Linked DNA regions of Gossypium hirsutum: regions 1 and 3 are each linked to region 2. The links are chromatin contacts, called in public Hi-C maps. All regions are on one chromosome and are shown on one strand. Each heading gives the region's core, a stretch centred on a gene start, on an enhancer-like site or on the middle of the called end of the contact. The rest is flanking DNA. Distances are from core to core; before and after follow the strand shown. Region 1 has its middle 61 kb from the start of LOC121205577. Region 2 has its middle 3.8 kb from the start of LOC121205447. Region 3 holds the start of LOC107900613 (probable serine/threonine-protein kinase WNK10).

Region 1 (3,676 bases), core at 1,022-3,521, 130 kb before region 2:
AAAATCACTACACTATGGGCACTAGGTTCCAACAATTACTTCCATACTATCTATTGCTGGAGGCATGTGCGTACAATTATGTTTTTACATGTGCATGTCGTTTATATGCTTCTCTTGCATTGAGTGGCAACGGTCATATTAAGTTTTGCAACAGTTCGATATGATCCGAGAAATTCCAGCAGATCCAAATAACATGGATAGGTTTCATGTTGTGAATTTATGTACTTGGTTAGAAAAATTGGGCTACTAAACATGCCAAGCAAGTCCTACATTGCATCAGTCGTCTTCAAATAGACTAAGTTTTTTAATTAATTGAGGATGGAAATTTTGTAGCATCTATGTGGAATGGCTTATGGCCAAACGTAAACCATATTTTATCCATTAGAATAGGTTCTTATATATAACATTCAACATCCAAAATTTCGACATGTCAAACGCGAAATATGGAACTGCCTTTTGAACTTATCAAAGCAAGCTAAGTTGAACGAGGGTGAAATCTACGGCCTTGTCGTGGTAAAGGTCAAGGTGTCGATGAACCTATTATTTTTTATAAAATAAGCTATATTTACTATAAAGGTGTTTTTATTTTTTATATATATTTTTATAAATCAATAAGAATTTTACATAAAAAAGAAAGCTCAAACCAAACGTCATGTTATCCTAAAAAGTAAAACCAAACACATTATAAATTTCATAGTTTCTAAAACCAAACACATTATAAATTTTATATTTTCAATTTTATCATTTTAACCAAAGCATGTATAATTTTAGATTAATATACAATGCATTGCCCATGTATAGATATCATGTACCATAAGTTAATAATAAGATGACACATTATCCTTAATGTAAAATAAAAAAAATATTGAAAGACTTAAAAAATAAAAAATATATATATTAACTTTGTTTAAATATAATTAAATATAAATCTTAAGTTTTTTTTTGTTGTTCTTTCAAGTTTCAAGTTTTGAATATTGGATGTTTGATTTTAAGTTTTTGATCTCGAGGTTGATGTATTTGTATTTATTTATGTTTAATAATTATAATTAACATTTATTTTTAAAACAATTCACTATTTTTTTCTTTTTTATAAAAATAATGATGTGTCATCTTATTATTAATTGATTGTGCATGTGATCTATAAATCAAAGGTGCATCAAGTATTCTCCCTTTAATTTTTATATAATTTTTTTTATAAATATAATTATTACCTAAATTTTTCTTGATTACATCGTTAGTGTACTATAATTTAAGGAATAATATTTTATGCATAATCGGTGAATGAGTCTCATACACCATCAATTGAATAATAACATAATAAATCATCATTAAATTAAACAAAAAATATGGATGACTTGTACACAAATAATAATAACTTTATTTAAGCCAAATTAAACATTAATCGTAATTATTATAAATAAATATTAATAACTCTCAAATTTAGAATATAGAATTTAAGAGCTTAATATTTTGGGTTTAGAGTTTTAACATTTATTTATAAATAATTAATATTTAAATATGTTTAAATAAAGTTGTTGATATTTATATATATAAGCCTTTCACTATTTTTTATTTTATGTAACGGAAAAGTATAATGTTATATTCACTAATGGAGTATAAGATTTATACACAGTAAATTAAATATTCTTTTATAATTTAATATTTTAAATAAGTATATTCGATCGAATATAAATTTTGCATGTGCCGATTTGACTGGTGGTAAATGAAGGGGGTCCGTATGGTCCCAGAACCGCTTGTCTCTTGCGCCACCTTTAATGAATTGCACGACTAAAACTGTATTTTGTGTTGAAATTTTCTCGCGTAACTCAACCACCTTCCCTCCCTATCTGCCCTTCTCATCGTGGCAAACCATAAGGATTATTTGTTTAATCCAACTAATTAGGTGTTCACTTTGGGTTTTCTCAACTAATTGGGTCAATTTTGATCTTATTAATTGGATTTTCTTTTCTTTATTTATTTTATAATTTATTCAAGATTTAAATCTTGAGGTAAATTTTTTTAAATAATATCATTTTTAAAATTAAAATTTATATTTTTTTCTAAAATATAATAAATTAATATAATATATTTTATTATTACAAACAATACTTAAATTAATTAATAATAACCAACACATGTTTAATTCAAAAATCAAAGTCTTTAATAAAATTTCACTTTTGAAATTTGGGATCCGTCATACACGGCGCGTGATCAATTAATTCCGTCCACCATGTCGACTACATAACATCAGAATCAAAATGATTCCCTTTAAATGCAAATTGTTCGTCCTTTAGTTGGGTTGTCTGTCGAGTATGGTTCTTTCCTTTTCAATATATATATATATATATATATTTTGGTTTTTCCCCTTGAGTATCAATTAGCCATGTTCCCAGTTCCACGACAAAAATATGCGTTAAGTGGAATGAAAATATAATATATACATGTATATATATATGAGATCTTAAGTCTATTGCTTTATGCAGTTTACGGACAGAGTAATTTGCTACTTTTGTGATTGCTTATCGTATTTTATTTTGCTTTTAGGTACTTGTTTACAAGAAAGTAAAATCAAAATGAAAATGTCAACCAAACAAGATTTATATTGATTTAAGTTTTCATCCACTTAATCGGAAGTTCGAAGGTATATAATACAATCAAATCTTCGTCTTGTAAAATGTCAAATCAAAAAAGAAAAATAATGTTTGTTACTCTTGTGTACACCAACTGGGTAGTGAAAAAAAACAATATAAAAATTTACATCACATGAAATGGGGTTTTTTATCCTAATAATATAAAAAATAAAATAAAGTATTAAAATAGGTTATCTCAAAAATTAAGTATCAAAATGGTAGATTTTACTTGGTGGAATGTGGTGCATAGGTGGCACCACCCTCAATTTCTAACCAAAACAGTAAATAATAATAATAATAATAATGATGATTTAAAAGATTTAGGGACCTATTATGCAATTTTTTTATTTTTTGAAAAGGAAGAGAAAGGGTGCCGCCTAGTAGTGTGGCGGCAGCAAACTTGAAATTTGGATAATTGTCTTGTAAGCTCTTCTTATTTATTATTTTCTTTTTATTCCCCTTTAACTCAATATATTGTGTTTAAACAAACCATTAACCTATTTTTGTAGTTAAATAAGCCCTTTACTTATGGTTTTTACTCATAAAAGCCTTATATTTTAATATTAAAGTAAATATATTTTACCCAAAGCAAAGCTATTTAAAAAAATATACACTAATTCACATCTTATGTTGATGTAAATTTGATGAGAATAATTTATTAAATAATAAAATAAAATATTTAAATTTCTTGAAAGTGCTTGTATACATGATATTCTTAACTACTCTTTTGAATTTTTTGATTACTTTTTTTTATTTTGTGTTGATGTTAAAGTGTATAATTTTTTATTGCATCAACAAAAAATTAAGATAAGAGCTTGAAATTCAAAATATATATATTTACTTTAATATTAAAATAGGCTTTTATGAGTAAAAACCATAAGTAAAGGACTTATTTAACTACAAAAATAGATTATGGCTTATTTAAACACAATATAGTGAGTTGAAGGGAAATAACAAAAAAAAGGAGGGCTTACAAGGCAATTATCCAAATTTCAAGTTTGGTGCTGCCACATTGCTAGGCAGCACCCTTTGCCTTCCTTTTCAGC
Region 2 (3,645 bases), core at 1,047-3,546:
TGTGAGGAAGCCCACGCCGTGTTGATTTCCCATTTGGGTCTATTTTCTCTGTTTTCCACCCGTTTCTCGCTCTTTTTACTCTCCTATGCTCACCTAAGTATAAAACATGAAATTAAAGAATTAGGAGCATCGAATTCACCAAATCTAAGGAGAAACCATCCATAAATGTGCTAAGCATGGGATAAAAACATGTATAAATTACGGTTTATCAATGCCCTTTAAATTAGGTTGTGTTTGGCCCAAAGGAATATGCTAGTGTTTGAGAACTAGGTGGCAATGAGACTATTTTTGGTTGCAACTTGAGTTTCGCATCTTCAACTATTTTTGTATTTCAATAAGATGTTGTAGTGTTACTTTAAGACACACTCAAATTTTTTGCCCATTTAGTTTCAAAAAATGTGCTTTAACCCTAGAGTATGAAAAATGTGTTTTAACCCTAGAGTATGACCCCTTAAATGTAACATTGCAAAAATTACACACAAAACTAACATTCATACCTCCTTCAATAGTTTTCGGTAATTTAGTAGCATATCTTCAAAGAGGAGTATTACTAATATCATCTTGAGACACAATAGCATTAATAACATTATTTGATAAGCCAACACTTCCACTACCACTTTGAGATGTCATAATTAAAAACCTAAAGTATTAACAAAAATAAAAATAAAAAATCAATATATACTTCAAGAGTGATCATCACAAACTAATTATTTAACATACAAATATACAAAATAAAAATAAAAATAAAAAGTAACTAAATAAATAAAATAATGTTACCCATTCAAACTTATCAAACAAAAAATATGTAACTCATTCAAAGCATAAACAAAATAAAAAATTAAACTTACCTTCAATTGTTTCAAACTTCCATGTTCGTTGAAAGTAAGAAAATTGAAATAAGAGTGATGAATATTTAAAATATTTTTTGAAATGTGAAAAATGGAAACGTTGCAAAACAAGTACAAAGCTCAAAAGCTTCTCAAATAAGCAATTTTTTTTTAGTTTTTTATTTTACTATTTTGATTGACTATTTAATGTTTTAACTTTTAAGTCTTTCCAACACTTACATATGATGATAGTAAAACTAATGTTTCATTAATAGGCTGATAGTAAAACTCAGCGTTTCATTAATAGAAAACCCTAAACTTCACATTTCTTCTTTACATTAATATCTTCCTACCACTAACTTTTCATCTGCTACTTTTGAAAGCCAAAATTTCAGCTGCCGTTCGTCAGCCACCATCTACTTTTCCTGTGTTTGTCACGTGTCCCTTTTTAGATACCCGTGTGGAGACTGTGTCTGACCTCTTTAATTTTTTAATGTCCGTGTCAGACATACATACAACACCAGTACAAAGAGGAATGAACCGTGTAAGTGATTCCTAGGTTGTCAATATAGGATACTAATGCTGCAGATCCTCAACTGTAACTTTTGGAAAAATGAAAAACTTGGTAAAAATTGCTTTTTTGATTGTCAGATTAATTTGACATCAAATTCCACTAAAAAGCTGCATTATTAATGCTTGAGTGGTAATTGAACATTGAGGAATACTGCATCTCCAAGAAGATTTAACTAAAAGCCCTCAAATGATGAAATTAGGATGAACTTTTCGTACATTTTATCTTGTGTGGGCACACTTGCTGACAACTCTTGGCAAAGCACTTACCTTCTGCACAACATAGCCAGTATCCCTGGTTACAGGATACCCATCTATTAATGCTCTCAGCTGAAGTGCAATGCACTCCCCAGACGGTAAATAAAACGTATGAGTTTCTAGTCCTTCCTTTCAATTAGAAAAAATATAAACTCCAGATACAAAGGGAATCCTTTAATTGATGATGTAACACCAATTCTGGTTGCTTCCATCAATGATTGAAAACGCCAAATCTGGTAGCAAGAGATGTAGATGGTGGGATCCTATTTCGGAGAATGTAATCCACACTCTATTCATATTTCAAATAAATAAAATTAATAATATTAAATAAAATTAAAATATTGTTATCAACAATTTAGTTTATTTACCGTATCAGAAATTTCCAAAGAATGTGCCACACTCTCAGCAAAGAAGGTGATTATGATGATTCCATTTTTAAATTTGTAATATTCAAATTTAACCATTCAAATTAGTATATTATTTCTAAACTAAAAATTATTTATAATATACTTAAATAGCATTATTTAAAAAGTTACAAAAATCTTTTTTTTTTTTTGAGAAAATCGACTAGATTTATAAAGAAAAAATCAAAACATAGACTGTCTCACTTGAACAATAGACCAAGGAACAGACATAAGAGAATAAGAAACAAAAGAAAATCAGGCCTGGAAAGCCCAAAACCTCCTAACTGGACATCAACAAAGATGGCCCAAATAAAACAAAAATTAAAATTAAAATTGAAAAAAGGAAACCTGCCCTAGAAACTTCTAGCCGATAGGAAAACAGCTATATCCCAAAACGTCTTATCTCTTCAATGCACCTGCACAGCTCTTTAACAGCAGAACTCTTCAAATCCCCCAAAATCTTTTAGCCTTCTGCTACACGTTTCCAAGAGACCATTTCAATTCCTCAATCTGGAGCCTGTGGCCTTCTCCTTTCCAGAACTCTTCGAACATGCTCAGGAATTCCTCCATCCAGGTAATGACCTTCATTTTCTTTCAACGCTTCCTTTGCAATCACATTAGCAAAGGTGTTTTCTGACTTTGGAATATGGTAAAAGTTTAGTTTTTGGAAGAAATGCTTCATATCTTGAATGTCCCTTATTATAGCCCCAATAATCGAGTTATCCCTATCTGTACTCTGGCATTTTTTATAACAGTTCTTAAATCTCCATTAATGTCGCATTCATAAAGACCCAATAAAATCACTAACCTTACTGCTTGTGCTCCTGCATGTACTTCCGTCGCGAACGGTGAGGCGACATTTTCATGGATAACCGACTTTGAAACCAAAATATCCCCTCGCGTGTCACGAACAAGCAGTCCCGAGGCAGACCTGGAGAGATGTTGGTCACTACCCTCGTCCTTCGATCTTCATGGTTAAAAATCCTTCCTGTATCAGAGATAAGTAGTTTTTCTTCTAAGCTTTGCAACTCTGAGATATAGCTGCTTATTTGTCGAGAGATTTCTCTACCTATTCTATTTTTACTTTCGTGCAGCAATTGATTCCTGTTTGACTAGAAAAGCCAAATCCCACAAGAAAATAATCGGCATTGTTCTTTTGTTCCTCGCTTAAAGACCCAGGTGAACCACACCCAAATACTCTGAATACTATTGTTAAGCACCCAAGAGAAGTTTAAATACCTCCAAACTTCTGTCGATATAGGACATATTCTGAAAACATGGTTGCTATCTTCCTCTAACTGCCGACATCTGGGGCACCAGGCTTCATTTGCAACTCGCTTCAATTTCAAATTAGCTAGCGTAGGGATATAATTCCAGGAAATTTTCCAGATTGTAACTTTAATTTTCGAAGGAATGTGTAAATCCCATAGTTTTCTGTAAGAAGCTGTGTTTTTGGTCTGTAAAGTATTATTACTAGGAATCCGAGTAGTCCTTTGTAATAGTTTGTAGGCACTTCTAACCGAAAAGGTACCTGATGGTTCTCCACCCTAAGCATGGAAATTATTATGTAAAGACATTGCCAAAGG
Region 3 (3,499 bases), core at 449-2,948, 150 kb after region 2:
TTTTATCTTTAAGATAATTTTTATTAAAAATCACATTCTTTATATTTAATATTTTTTTTCATTTCAAAATATATAGTGGCAAGAATCAAAAGATAATTGAAGCGACGAAGCTAACCCATAAATAAAAGATTAATAAATAAATTATTAGGGGATGAAAGTTAATAACAAATTTGATTACGGTGGGTGACTGTGATTACAAGGACCTAAAATATTTTTTTTTAATTTAACTCGAACAAATATATTTGATTCGAATTTCATCTCACTCGACTCGATTCGAGAAAATTTCAAATCGTGTTAGGATGATAAAATAGGATTCATCAACTCGATTAACTCAAAATTTTTCATTCGATTCGATCGAACACTCACTCCTCAATGATAGTATATTTTTTTCATAAATAATCTTAAAAAATATCATGTATCTTTTTTTCATATATTTATTTTTTTTCAAATATTTTGCTATACCTTACAAATATTTATCATCACATTAGTCTTGCTTTTAGAGCCTAAAAAATCCATTGGTAGTATAATAAATATTTTCTTTTTCTTAATGTGTTATACTCTAATGGCATAATGACTTATTTGGCCTTCTAATTTTACAAAAAAAATCATTTTAGCCATTAATTTAATTTTTTGCCTTTTTTAATTTTTGAACATGCATTATTTGTTAAATCACTCCAAAATTGATGAAAAAATTAACGTTTATTAATTTTATTTAGAGGTGTTCAATCGATTAACCGACCCAAACTATCATTAACCGAATTAACTAACCCTTTTAAACCTTAACTGTTAACCAAACAGAAATTTTTTTCAAAAAAAATTAGCCGAACCGAACTTTTTCGGTTATTTCGGTCGGTTAACCGAGTTAATCAAAATTTAGATATTTTTTTATTTTTTAGTTAAAAAAAATATAAAATATATAAAAAATTAACCGAATTAACCAATTTAATATATATAAAATGTATATAAAAAATATTAATTTTTGGTTAATTAATCGATTTTAAACTGAATTAACCGTTAACCAAACTTCTAAAAAATTATTAACTGAACCCGATCGAATTAATTTGATTTTACCTGAAATTTTCACACTCTTAATTTTGTTGATATGGTATTCACATGTATGTCATATCAACAATTAATTAATTATAAAAATATTTAAAATAAAAATATTTTTTTAAATTTTTATAAAAATAGACTCTTATGTGGATACAATATTAGTAAAGTAAATAAATATTAATTTTTCATTCATTTGGAGTGATTTGATAAATTATATAAATTTAAATGTTAAAAATAATAAAAAAATTAAATAAAGACTAAATTGAATTTTTTTTAAAGTGGGTCAAATAATTTATTAAGCACAGTATAATCTAAAATTCTCAATCTTATAGAGACCACCATTCATACGCACGGGCCACAGTCAAAGGCCCACGAACGTTTAAAATAGATCGCTTTGCAAACGGTGCGGTGCTATCACAAGTCAAACTCGAAGCCGTTGCAATGCCGGTGGGCAGTTACCCATTAAAGAAAAAAACCAAACAAAAAAAAAATAGAATAAGCGGCGCGGCGAAACGTCAACTTTGGTCACTGAATTTGATAATAAAAATTGAAGTAATAACGGCGTTAGACCATACAAAGAAAAAAAATAGTCTTTAAGCTTTCCGTAGAAATTTAAACCCGTACAAGTGTTTGGTCAAAGCTTCATTTTCGGATATTTTCAGAATCTCATAATTCATTCCAACAACAGCTGTCTTTAATGTCTCAACGGCTTTTCTTTTTCCCCTTTTAGCAACAATCAATCCCCATTTCTTTACTTTTTCTTTTCTTTTCCTTTCACATCTGTCTGAAAAAAAAAAGGAACAAATTGCTTTGTTTCGGCTTCTTTATTTTTATTGTTGGAAGAGAATTTTTCTTGACTTTTGAAAAAAAAAAAGGAAATGGAATTGGAATTGGAGAAGATGGGTTTGGTGTAAAGAAATGAGGGGATTGCTGCACAAGGTACTTGGGGTTATGAATTGTAAACGCGGTTCATTGCCTCGAAAGGACGTCGTTGTTGCCGTAATCGAATGCCGGTTCCGCCCTCGGTCGGCATTCGATTCTTTCTGCATTGCCTCTGAAACCTTCTCTGACCATCATCACCGCCGCCGCCACCACCACCATCAACAACAACAACAACGTTGTCGTTACCTTCCTTCTCACACTTTTTTAAGGGGAAAAAAGTGAATCTTTTTGAAAATTTTGGAAAACATAAATTGTCTTTATTTTTTTTTTCTGGTAGCTATTTGGTTCTTAGCAGTAATGGATTCTGGGTTAGGTTTGGAAATGCCAGCCAATAATGGAATGCATTATACTTCTGAAGTAGAACCAGGTTTCGTAGAAAGAGACCCAACGGGTCGTTACATTCGGGTATGGGTCTATTTTTTTTTACCATATTCTATTGTATTCACAAATGTAGTACTCTCTCTCTCTCTCTCTCTCTCTCTCTCTCTCTCTCTCTCTTTTAATATAAAATGTTTCATATTTGAGACAAGTTAGCAGATTATCTAATGTTTCATTTTTATTTTTGTATTTCAGTTTGATGAAGTGTTGGGCAAGGGTGCATTTAAGACAGTGTATGGTTCTTAATCTCCTCCGGTCTTGCCAACAATATGGATGGTGTTTGAATGATTGTTTAGTGTTTAACCTCAGGCTTTTTTGTTTACAATGCTGCTGCAGTTATAGGGGCTTTGATGAAGTTGAAGGAATAGAAGTCGCTTGGAACCAAGTAAGGATCGACGATGTATTGCGGACACCGGAAGATTTGGAAAAACTCTACTCCGAAGTTCATCTCTTGAGATCGTTGAAGAATGAAAACATCATCAAGTTGCACAATTCATGGGTGGATGACAAGAAGAAAACTGTTAACATGATTACTGAACTATTCACATCCGGGAGTCTCAGGATGTATGCATCCTTTTAGCTTCAATTCTTTCTGGTTAATTCCTGTTATGTATGAAGTAGATTATGTCTTTTTTTGCTGTCAGATATCGGAAGAAGCATAAACACGTTGATACAAAGGCGATAAAGAATTGGGCGAGGCAGATTCTTCGGGGCCTAGTGTATCTTCACAGTCATGTCCCCCCTATTATTCATCGGGATTTAAAGTGTGACAACATTTTTATTAATGGGAACAATGGAGAAATCAAAATTGGCGACCTCGGGTTGGCGATCGTCATGCAGCAGCCAACTGCTCGGAGTGTTATTGGTAAAGGAATGGTTTTTTGTCAAAATGTTGCATTAGATTTAACTAGGTTAATGATATCTTCTTTCCCCTTCTTTGTTCACCAGGTACCCCTGAATTTATGGCTCCAGAGCTCTATGAAGAGGAATATAATGAACTGATAGATGTATACTCTTTTGGAATGTGTATGTTAGAGATGGTTACTTTCGAGTATCCATATAATGAATGCAAAAATCCAGCACAGATCTATAAGAAAGTCATCTCTGTAAGTACCACATGCAACTG

What was found. A called contact is a pair of places that touch in the nucleus more often than the background predicts.
Region 1: a contact with region 2 is called in a Hi-C map of leaf, with 2.4 times the contacts expected there. The contact joins two enhancer-like sites. A contact is called at or near these places in 3 of 34 Hi-C or Micro-C datasets (callus and leaf).
Region 3: a contact with region 2 is called in a Hi-C map of leaf, with 3 times the contacts expected there. The contact joins the promoter of LOC107900613 here to the enhancer-like site in region 2. A contact is called at or near these places in 3 of 34 Hi-C or Micro-C datasets (callus and leaf).

What each region holds. Positions count from the first base shown.
Region 1 is chrA08:100,852,991-100,856,666 of Gossypium_hirsutum_v2.1, reverse strand. No RefSeq gene overlaps it. Among protein-coding and RNA genes, the nearest start is that of LOC121205577, 61 kb to the left of the region's middle. Within about 2 kb of position 2,271, at least 1 of the 9 cell types and tissues checked has an H3K27ac peak or open chromatin away from gene starts, as enhancers often do. A contact at or near this core is called in leaf, where this site is marked.
Region 2 is chrA08:100,722,447-100,726,091 of Gossypium_hirsutum_v2.1, reverse strand. No RefSeq gene overlaps it. Among protein-coding and RNA genes, the nearest start is that of LOC121205447, 3.8 kb to the left of the region's middle. Within about 2 kb of position 2,296, at least 9 of the 9 cell types and tissues checked have an H3K27ac peak or open chromatin away from gene starts, as enhancers often do. A contact at or near this core is called in leaf, where this site is marked.
Region 3 is chrA08:100,567,649-100,571,147 of Gossypium_hirsutum_v2.1, reverse strand. LOC107900613 (probable serine/threonine-protein kinase WNK10) reads left to right here and starts at 1,698. Exons shown (of 7, transcript XM_016826277.2): 1 at 1,698-2,400; 2 at 2,569-2,606; 3 at 2,710-2,937; 4 at 3,018-3,238; 5 at 3,322-3,479. The coding sequence starts at 2,293.